2 separate regions of the Gossypium hirsutum genome follow, and region 1 is linked to region 2. Evidence: chromatin contacts called from public Hi-C data. All regions are on one chromosome and are shown on one strand. Each heading gives the region's core, a stretch centred on a gene start, on an enhancer-like site or on the middle of the called end of the contact. The rest is flanking DNA. Distances are from core to core; before and after follow the strand shown. Region 1 holds the start of LOC107949444 (guanylate kinase 2). Region 2 has its middle 19 kb from the start of LOC107950792.

What was found. A called contact is a pair of places that touch in the nucleus more often than the background predicts.
Region 1: a contact with region 2 is called in a Hi-C map of leaf, with 1.6 times the contacts expected there. The contact joins the promoter of LOC107949444 here to the enhancer-like site in region 2. A contact is called at or near these places in 3 of 34 Hi-C or Micro-C datasets (callus and leaf).

The regions. Positions count from the first base shown.
Region 1 is chrD03:24,651,330-24,657,308 of Gossypium_hirsutum_v2.1, forward strand. It overlaps LOC107949444 (guanylate kinase 2), which reads right to left and starts at 1,676. Exons shown (of 11, transcript XM_016884097.2): 1 at 1,391-1,676; 2 at 887-921; 3 at 608-715; 4 at 406-482; 5 at 192-321; 6 at 1-58. The coding sequence starts at 889.
Region 2 is chrD03:24,512,100-24,517,911 of Gossypium_hirsutum_v2.1, forward strand. No RefSeq gene overlaps it. Among protein-coding and RNA genes, the nearest start is that of LOC107950792, 19 kb to the right of the region's middle. Within about 2 kb of position 1,987, at least 3 of the 9 cell types and tissues checked have an H3K27ac peak or open chromatin away from gene starts, as enhancers often do. A contact at or near this core is called in leaf, where this site is marked.

The DNA.
Region 1 (5,979 bases), core at 426-2,925, 140 kb after region 2:
AGGCAACAACTTCAGTCCCAAAATCTTTCTTTTGTTCCTTAACATACTCGGTGTCCACCTACCGATATAGAAAAAATCAAACAATTATTACCATCAAAATGTTCAGATAGTTTTTATGCAACCACAAGCACTGAACTTTATAATGTACAGAAAATATCATCAAAGGATCTTAAGTTTTCAAAAATACCAACCTCAAGAAACCAAATGCAATCATCCGGGGTGGAACCCCGAATGCTAATCATTATACGATCTTCATTTAAAAGAATGGCAGAATGGCCCTTACATGTCTTCGGTTTTGTTCCCAGGACTGTAGGAATCACCCTGAAAATGTTACCATAAACAATTAATTAGTAACTCTAAAACTGAAACCAAAGAGGAAGAAATTTGTGTTAGCTACAAACTGACCATTTCCCAGTAGATTTGTCATAAATCTGAATTCCAACAGATGATGTGGAATCACTGTTTGCCCCACCAATTACAAACTGCCAGTAGAAAATCCACACAAATCTTCAATCAGATAAAGGTGATTGAACACCTCACGTAATAGACAACAAAGAGAAGCACTTTATGATAAAAGAACACCAAATTAGGCATTAAAGTATCATACTGTTTTGTCACCAACGTCGGTGAAGGTCTCAAAGCCTTTGGATTTTAAGCCAAATCCGTTTGAAAATCCATTTTGTAGATTATCAACAAAGAATGCTGGGGCTTCTCCCTGATGACCAATAACCAAAATAAATCAAATCACAATTAAGCCACTTTTTCCACCTTTGCTAAACCATAAAACTCAATAGCCTGCTAGTACCCCTTTCTTTTCCTGAGTAAATAAAAATGAAAACCAATTTTCACCCGAAAATATCTATATATAAAAAGATGATAGGCTCACCATGGAGAACCAATGCCTCCAAAATAAGATTCCCCCTGATCAATACACATGGAGAGATAAGAGATCAAATAAAAGGAACTCGTATTTTTTTGGATCTATCAAACAATAAAAGAAGGAATCATGGATGGCATTGAATCAATACAATTTACATGTCAAACAAGAAACCAAAATCGAAGGTAAAAGGGAACCATTTTTTAGAGGTATAACAACTAATTAGATTTCTGAAACCAAAACCCAGATTCCAATCTAGCATTACAATGCAAAACATAAAAGTATAAACAGACAGGAAAAAACAACCAGAAATCAGAGATACAAGCTAAAATAATAATGTTTCAGTTGGTTTTTACGTCGAATTTCAAACAACCCAGGTCTCAAAAACGAAAGATAGAGAGAATAAACTTTAAAAAAAAAAAAGCCAGATGCAATAACATGGTTAAAAAATAAATATAGGCGAAAAAAGGCTCGAAAAGAACGAAACAGATTGGTTAAACACCAAATTCATACCTTTGATAAGAGAAGAAAACAAAACAAGTTTATATTGGCTAGGCGGAGGATATTTCCCAAAAGGGATAGTATTATTAAAAAAAGAGAATAGGAAGAAAAATGGATATTTTTCAGCTTTGCGATATTCGTTTGGCCAAGTATTGGGAGTTAAATCAGATCAAAACATGGGATTCGGAAAGGAGAAGAATTGCAAGGAAAGCTGAAATCCAATCACTCTTTTTATATTGGTGAAGAGAAAGAAAGAGAGGTAGGCCTTTTCTTTTTCGGTTGCATTCAATTAACGAAAACAAGAAGACCCCGTTGGCCCGGCTCTCATTTTCATACGAGGCTGTTGGGAAGCTTCACTTTTTTTTTCCAAAAATAAAAAAACAATTTGTTTAATACTAGGAGTAGTAAGTTTTCTTTCTTTCTTTTTTTGAAATTATTATTTAATTTGTGCTGTTCTTTTAATGGCTCTTTTCTAGGGGAAATTTATTTATTTATTTAAAAAAAAAAGGAAAAGAACAAAAAAAAAATTAGAAGATTTTGGCTTAGAGCGGTCATAGGTTAAGATAACTATCTTACCAAATAAAGGGGTTATGGAATTCAATTTTGGTCTAAAAAGTGATAAAATTTTAATTTAATTTATTAAAAATTATAAAAATATAAGTTAATACAATAATGAAATTACATTTAGCTCTAAAAAAATACATAGTTATATTTTAGCTCCTCCAAAACTAATTTCTAGTTTCGCCTCTAGGTTATGGCAACTTCAATTCTCTCGAGTGAAGAGGAAGACGAACTACAGCGTAGTAGCGAAAAGGTCAAGCATGACCAAAATCCAAGTCCTCAAATAATTACTCGACCACTTCTATCCTACAATGATTCATTAATGGTGTAATGATATTAAAATCACTATGTTATAAAAGTGACACTAATTTGAGATCCTGCATAATGAATTTCTTTGTATAGTGAAATGAGGTATATAATCAATAAAAGAGAAGGTTGATGAGTGTCAAAAGAAGTTAAATCAAGAAGTATGACGTGATATATTAATTTAAAGAAAGGACTAAATCACAAAGAGTGAAAAATGTTGGGGCTAAAGTATAAATATTCAAAATTTATAGGGTTAAAATATAAATATAAAAAAGATAGACCAAAAGTGAAAATACCGTAAAGGTGGAAAGGAGACAAATGAAAATATAAAATTTTACTTAGGGCAAAATAGTCATTTTGTAAGAAAGATCATTTTGGAAAAATTACTAAAATTCCCTTGAAAGTGTAGATGAAATTTTAGCCATTGGATTTACTTAATTAATTATGAAGTAGGAAATATGGGCCCTTAGATCAAAATGATGATGTTGGTGATATTTTATATTATTTAATTATAATGTTAATAATATTTTATTAATATTTTATAATTTAAAGTGAATATAGAAGGAAGAAAGATGGAGAAAGCTTTTCATACTTTCCATTTGCTTCCAACGTGTATGAGAAATGGAGAAGGGAGAAACTATTTTTTTCTACAATTTAGTCCTTTTCTATAAAGTCTACTATTTTCACCCAAAATTAATTAGAATTTTCATAGCCACCAAAAAGAAAAAGTGAATTAGAGATCCTAGAGAGTTTGATTATCATATTGGAAGCAAGAAATTGGAGTTGGAAGTGGAGAAAGCTGAGAAGAAAGTGAAAAGATTAAAAAGACAAGTGAGAAAGAAAAGAAAGTGATAGAAATATTATAAACAAAGGAAAATAAGTGACAAAAGTGTGAAAGAATGAGAAGAGAAAGTGAAATCTAGCAAAAGAAAGGTAAGTACTCATATGAACTTTATTTATTTTCCAAAAGATTAATTTGAAGTATGTATAAATTAAGTGTAATGAATAAGAATTTAATTGAAAACAATGTTAGTTTTAAAGTATTAATGAAAAATAATATTTAGAAATTATAAGAATTAAAGAGAGAAAACTCAAATATTATGAGACATGAAAAGTGATAGTGGAAAATAAACTTGAAGTGTACATAAAGAAATAGAAAGAGGGGTTAAATTGAATAATACTCAAATGTGTAGCGTAATTGGAAAACAAGTGATCTTGAGTGAATATTTAATGTGTGATAAGCAAATTAAATAATAAGTAATTAAACTAGTGAAGCGACAAAGTAGTAAGTGACATTAAAGTATGAATAAGTGAATATTACAAATGGAAGTGAGTATGAGTAAATTTCATGACGCGAGGCTTAAGGCTAAAATTTAAGCCCATGGGCGTGTTAGGCTTACACTACCTCAAGGCCTAATAACGAGACAAAGACCAAACAAATCAAAGCAAGATTGAATAGTATCATATAATACTTTATTAAAAAGGCCTTAGACGGACATATGAGGGAAAATAAAAATCAAGAAACCAAATCTTGGTCCAATTATGCGGTTTTGGGAGATTTCAAGAATTAAGAAAATCAACATTTCAAATCTTGGAATTCTTGATCCAAGAAACCGAATCTTGAAGCCGATGCACAATGGATTACATGTACGAGCTTATGTCACGGACTTAGAATTTTTCCTCACAATCCGTGCAGCCTTAGGCAGTTTCTCACTCCCAAAAATGCCTAAGTTAGCCTAACTCTTACAAAATGAGGATTCAACAGAACTCCTCCTCAAAACCAACACAAATGAAAGAAACTCAAAGCCAAACAAAGATGAACGAAGAACGAAATAAGAACAAGCCACAGAAAGTTAAGAACACAAAAGAGAGAGAAGTTTGCGTGAATACTCTCAAGAATTCTTATTATTCTCAAAACTCAAGTGATTTACAATGAGGGGAGAGACCTTTATTTATAGTAGAGCCTCCCCAAATCCAACGGTACAGATCAAGTACATCAACGGCTAAGATTAAAAGGTATCTACAAATCAAATCTCTAATATTACAAAATCATATCTTCTAAGATTACATATCATATCTAAGATTGCATATCCTCGAAGATCATGTTTCCATATGTGTCAAGCTTGTAGATGGGCCTTCAATATCTTTAAGCAACGGGTTAGTTCAATCAGGCCAAATGACCTCCTTCTCACTTGATGGATCACACGAATGTGTCATGGTTGCGGGCTCCCATGCGCAACCCATGACATTTTCCCCCACCGATTCTAGCGACGCCTTCATCGCGTCCTTTGCATGGTACCGATCTATCTTGTCTTGGAATTGCCATAAGGCTTCGGCGGGTTCCCAACTTGTCTCACTATCGGGAAATCCCTTTCATCGGACTAGGTATTCATACTGCGGTCGATAGTACCTCCGTCTAATCACACGATTAGCCTCGATGTTTTCAACCTCTCTATCATAGGTAACTTTTACCCCCATTGGTGCTCGTTTGGACTTGTTCCGTTTTGGGTCTTCTCCATCTTCATGGAATGGCTTAAGCATACTCACATAAAATATTGGATGGAGTTTGAGTTTTTCAGGCAACTCAAGCATGTAAGCCACCTTGCCTACCTTCTTCACAACTCGAAATGTCCCCTCATATCATCGCACTAACCCTTTATGCAAACCATTATGTTGCAAAATCAGGTGTAGTTTAGTAAGGACTAAGTCACCAACCTGATATTACACATCCCTTCGATTTTGATCCGCCCACTTTTTATTGCGCTTACTTGCCTTGTGTAGACAAGCTCTAGCTAAATCGTTTGCTATTACCAATTTCTCGCAAATCGATAAGCTACTGGATTCGGTCCCGCATAACGAGTTGCAATAGCATTGGGTGTAAGTGGCTGTTGTCTCGTCAATATCTTGAACAAACTCTACTTTATCGCCTCACTTCTTTGTAAATTGTATGAAAATTGAGCCACATCCAACAACCTTGGCCAATCCTTTCGCGTGGCACTCACATAGTGTCGAAGATACATCTCCAACAACGCATTTACTCATTCGGCATCGGTTTATGGATGCATGCTGGTTGAAAAGTTCAAGTCTGAGCCCATTAACTTGAACAACTCTGTCCAAAACCGGCCTGTAAATCACCCATCTCGATCACTGATGATAGACTGTGGTACTCCCCAATATTTCACCACATGTCTAAGAAAAAAACGAGCTGTCTCCTTAGCGGGACACTCTTTGGTTGCAAGGATAAAAGTTGTATACTTCAAAAACCTGTCCACCACAACAAAAAAGCTTGCAAATCCATCAGATTTAGGCAAACCCACAATAAAGTCCATGGATAAACTCTCTCATAGGCGTTTCGAAATAGGTAAAGGTTGTAGCAAACTAGTAAGAGCCTTCAACTCGACCTTATCTTATTGGCACACCAAACAAGTTTTCACATAGGTCTCCACATCATCACCCATGTGAGGCCGATAAAATTGATCCTCCAAGAGAGCTAAAGTATAGTGTATACCTGGATGGCCAGCTCATCTTGAGTCATGACATTTCTTCATGACTTCCTTTCATAAATTCCCATGTTGAGGCACATATAGACGTTGCCCCTGAGTGTGTAGCAATTCTCCTTCGAGCCAAAATCTCCTCGTTTTTCCATATCTAGCAAGCTCAATCAAATTCTTGGCTGTGGGATCGTGGGACAATCCTTATTGAATGCGCTCCAATAAGGAACTATTGGGCCGTCT
Region 2 (5,812 bases), core at 737-3,236:
TTACTCGATTTGAAGTTACCAAAGTGTAAACAAGGGCACGTATATGTTATTTAGGGGTATCGAAGTACAAACAGTGGCACGTATGTGCAATTTAGAGGTACCAAAGTACAAATAGGGGCACGTATGTGCTATTTAAGGGTACTAAAGTACAACCAGGGGCACATATGTGCAATTAAGGGGTACCGAAGTACAAACAGGGGATAATTCAATGTAAGCAATTAATGACATAACTATATTGTAAACAAACAAGTAGAAATTCAATTATGTATAGAAATACTATGAACTTACATTAACAACTAAAGCGTAAAAGTACGATCGAGCTGATCTGTGATTTTCACCTTTCCTCGGTTTAGATCCGGTTGAGATTTATCTTAATCTAAATAAATATTTATATTCAATTAAGTGTTTCAATCAATCTCAAACATTCAATTCAATCCATAATCCACATTTATACATGATTACAATTTTCCCCTAACATTTTAACCTTTTTTACAATTTAGTCCTTAAACTCATAAATTGAAATCTAAGCATTTTCATCCCTAAATCATGCTAGCCGAATTTATTATGAACCCTAAATCATCATTTCACAATTTAACCATGATATTTTACTACATTTACTAATATGTCCTTAAATGACATTTTCATCAAAAAATCACTTTATAAAACTTGTTTATTTAACAATAAGGACTCATAATCTTTCATTAAACTTCAAAAACCGTACAAACATGTTCATTAAAAAACCTTAATCCTTTAACAGTTTTGCAAATTAGTCCCTGGGCTAGCTAGATTAAGCTACAACGATCCTAAAAACATAAAATTTATTAAAAAACAGAATCAAAACACATACCATGGAAGCAAAAATGCCATGGACTAACCCTAGCTATTCTCCCTTGTTGAAAATCGGTTGAAGATGAAGATAGGAAGATGATATCTCATATCTTTCTTTTGTTTTTATTATTTTAACCTTATTTACTTAATTACATTTTTAACCTTTAAAAATATTCTTAATTTCAATAAAACCAATCCATGGATGTCCACTAACTATCTCAATGGTCTATTTACCATCTAAGTCCTTTTACTTTAAAGTTTCATAGCTATTTGATACCTTTAACTACTAAAACTCTACTTTTGCACCTTTTACAATTTAGTCCTTTTCACTTAATTAAGCATGCAAACGTCAAAATTTCTTAACGAAAATTTCATACGACCTTACTAACATACACAAACACTAAAATAATAATAAAATAAATATTTACTCATTAAATTTGTGGTTCTAAAACTACTATTCTGATTTCACTAAAAAACGGGTTGTTACCGCTTCAAATGAGACATGATAGTTGGCATCATAAGTGATGGTTATTGAGTGAGACCCATATGAGTGTATAATTGAAGAGTCGTTCTGAGGGTGCGTTCAAAAGGTTGTCCATAAGAAGTTATTTAAGGAGTGACTTTGAGAAGTGAATGCCTGAAGAATGTCTCCAAAAAACTGAAGGTATAACAATTGAAAATTTTATATAATTAGATGAATAGAATAAAAACATTTTAATAGTTAAGTGAATTCCATGCAATTTAACTACTAAGGGTACTTTGTAATAGTGGATTACAAATTGATATGGTAATAAGCTAACGTCCTTCGAGATTTCCTTGCCATAAATAGTATTTTGATGAAGGAATAAGAAGTAAAAAGAAGAGAAAAAGGAGTGAACTAAACTTAATCATCAATAATGGGATCTTAAAATAAAATAGATCATGGCTTCTTGTACTTTAGCAAACGTACAAAAACAAAAGAAAGAAACAGAAGTGAAAAATAGTGACGTCTCTTTCACGACCATGGATGAGCTGTCCTCATTACTTTCCCAAAGTTTCTACACACCCTCCACATGGCACCCTTGCATTCGCTTCCCAGACGGCTTATAATTCACTCCTTGTTTCCTGGGGGACACGTGTGTGTTGACGGTGGCCGTCACGGAGATCTGTGTTTATCTTGTTTTCCCGTTCCCTTTCCATTTCGAGTCCAGCCTAAGTGGGGGACCGCACATCGCTTGCTACCTAATGCCATGACAGACTAACGGCGTCTCGACCGTTAACGTGGAAGGCCAAGATATTGGCTCAGCCACGCGGTGACAAACTACTGGTCCATGGGTCCCACCTAAAATGTTGTTTGATCTGTGGACGGTGGTGGGACATGTGAAGTCACAAATTAGCAAAAATAAAAGATTTTACATTTATTAAAAATTCTATTCCACTTAAACGGGGTGAAAACTATAATATACAAAAAAATAATAATAAAACATATAATTCAAATCTCAATATATATAATTTATTTATTTATTAATAAAACATAAAAGATTAAAGTATCACAAAATAATATTACTTATTTTAAATACAGAAAGATATTTCTGTAATTTTCTTAATTTAGTTGATACCTATTTAATTTGCAATACCAACTCAATTAAAAATTTAAATAATAATATAAATATACAATTGGTTGAAGTATAACGTGTGAATAATAAAATTAAAATGTACAAAACATTTTAAATAAAGTTTTAGTTGAGTGGTAAATTTTAAATTTAATTAACTTAAATGTTATGGGTTCATATCTTATCATATCCAAATTATTCAATTATTTAAAAAAATATAAAAAAAGATTAAAGTACCTAGAATAATATAACTTACTTTAAATACGAGAGATTTGATACGATCCAAGTCAGGAATGTCCGTGTTTCGGCTCACAAAGCGAGGCTCGCCATCCTTGCAAGCTCGACTCAGCTCAATGGAGCTCAGTTCGGCTTGATGCTAGCTCATTGAGCTAGATTCCATTTTATTTTATTTTAATTTCATGCATTTTAGGTTGCTGGAATAAAACATTAATTATTATTAGTTATCTTAGTCATTATGGTTTGAGTTTTTAGTTTGTGTCATAAATTAAGTAGAGTTTAAATATGCATTAATCTGAACATCTTTATTGTGTCTTGGGTTTATTAATCGTATTTTATTTAGTACAGAAAATTAATATGTCTTAAGTCTATTAAATTTGTTCTAATTAATACAGCCTTTTAATGTGTCCTAGATTCAGACGTTTTAATTATGTCCAAAGTTTAGACAAATTTAATAAAGTCTAAATTGTGTCTAAGCCGAATTTAATTATGATTGTAGGGTGTTCACACCAGCTAATCAGCTAGCTACATGCAATGGACGGCATTAAAGGGTTGTTGATTCCTCTTTCCCATGTTTCTTTTTCGAGGAGCTCAATGGACAAAGAATGGCATTAAAACCCAGCTGTTGTTTTTCTCTTTTCTATGTGCCATTGTTCCAGTCAACACAACAGCCATTAATGTGCCGCCCAATTGAGGGAATGTATGAACAACATTTAGATGAGTTTTGCACCAATTAATGTTGCCATATATCAAGGAGCCGAATTAAAGAGCCCAGCTGTCTTTTTGAGTTTCTTTAGGAGACTTTTTCTTGGAAAATAATGACCATTGCTGCTCACATTAATTTGGCAGCCTCTTCTTTTCTCCCAATTGACCATACGGTCAAAATTCACTGTAATACCCCAAAAATTATTACAGTAAGAAAGTAATATAATATTCCTGATATAGTAAAATAAAGAAATAAAGTGATAAAAAAAGGTAATTTTGAGATATGTCAGCATTAAGAAGTAAATTATGACATATTAATTCAAGAAAGGATTAAATCGCAAAAGTGAGAGAAGTTTTGTTACCCAAGGGTAAATACTCAAAATTTGAGGGATTAAAGTGCAAATAAGAAAAAGTTGAAGGACCAATAGTTCAAATATTTTAAGGTTGGAATAATCTAGAAACTAAGGAAAATGGATGAATTAGGACCAAATTGAATAGGTGAAGAATTATGAGGGACTAAATCCTAATTTTACAAAATTAAGTAATGACTCAAGGATAGAATTTTAAAAGATCATAAAGGGCAAAATGGTCATTTAGAAGATAATGATGTTGTTGGAGATATTTTAGATTAATTAAATAAATAAATTTTAGTTTATTAATATTTTAATTTGATTTTTAAATGATATTTTATTATTTTATTATTTAGTATATATAAGTGGAAAGAAAGATGAAAAGAAACTAACCCACCATCTTTTCCATGCAATTCACGTTAGAAGAGAAGAGAAGAAAGAAAGTTTTGCTTTCTTTACAATTTGGTCCTTCCACCAAAAAAATTCACCATTTTCAATTAGAAATCAAAAGAATTTCCATAGCCATAAAGAGAGAAAGATAACAAGGAGACTATGGGGAGCTAGAATATCAAGTTGGATTCAAGAAATTGAAGCTGGAGGTGAGAGAAAATCAAGTTAAAGGTTGAATTAATAGGACAAGGTAAGAACATTGAGATTTCAATATATTTTTAAGTTTGATATTATTGAAATAGCATGGAAAAGATGTTATAGTAGAGTTTTCTTATATAAATTCTTATGTTCTTGATATATGAGGGAAGAGAAATAAGTGAAAGTGATAGGAAATATTATAGAGAAAGGGAATAAGGAAGTTATAAACTTAGTAATTAACATTTTGCACTAAAACAGTTTTGGACAGTAGCAGTGGGTTAACTTTGAAAAATCACTATAAATTGTGGAAATGAAATTAGATGATGAACAAAATATGGAATTAAATCTTACTTAGTCTAGTTTCTCATAGAAGAAACGATGTAAGTAATGGAATTGTAAATCATGAGATATAATAGATTTTGTGAGATAAGGTCAGAATGATTTCGGGTTCACCTGTTCTGACTTTGGAAAATCATCAAAAATTATAAAAAAATAATTATGGGTTATAATTTATATGTTTAAAATCCTTAAAGAGTTTGTTTTCAATAGAAACAAACGAGGATATCATCTGAATTCTGTACAATGAGATAATTAAGTTTTAGTGAAGAAGGGTCGGAATTGTCAGACAGCAGAATAGAGGTGACTTTAAGGAATAAACTGTACTTATTGGCTAAACCAAAAATTTTGAAAATTTTATGGTAAGAAGATATGTGAGTTTAGTTTCAGGGAAAATTAGCTGACCCTAATTTGGAGTTCTTTAGCTCAAGATAAAATCATAGATAATTTTACTTATAAGAATATTATATAAATTAAGGATGTGGAATGGAGAGGAGGAGGAGGAAAATATATATATATGAATATTCAGCTAGCATGGATAATTATATAAATAAATTGTTCTATTATTTAAATTAGTAAATTTAATTAAATATTAATTTAGATCAAGATTGGGTGGAAATTTGAGAAAAATGGAAAATTTCCAAAATGTCATTGAATTTTGGTATTTCTGCAATTTAGCCTGGTAAGTTCGTATGAACTATATTCTGTATAATTTTAATTGAAGTGGATGCTATTTGGTAATGAATATTATATATATATGTGTGTGTGTTTTATTATTGGAATTGAATTATTATTGGTAATATGTATAATTATTTGATGCATTGAAATGATTATCGAAACCTCGATTGAGTTGGAAGCTTGTTGGAGATATATCACATTAACCATTGGTTCTATCGATAATTTTGAATGATTTGATTCTCGTTATAATGGCATGTAGAAGTGAAATTGGTTAACGTTAGGTCATTAATGTTTTGATTTTGATTGGTTATAAATATGAATGCTTGATGAAAAGAAAAGTCTGAAAATTAATTAGTAAACTCTGGTAATGCTCTATAACCTTATTCTGACGATAGATACGGGTTAGGGGTGTTACATTCACCTAAAACATGGATGGCATTAAAGGAAGGACATTAATGTGGACGTGCATTCAAGATAAAGGCTATTGATTGCTATTTC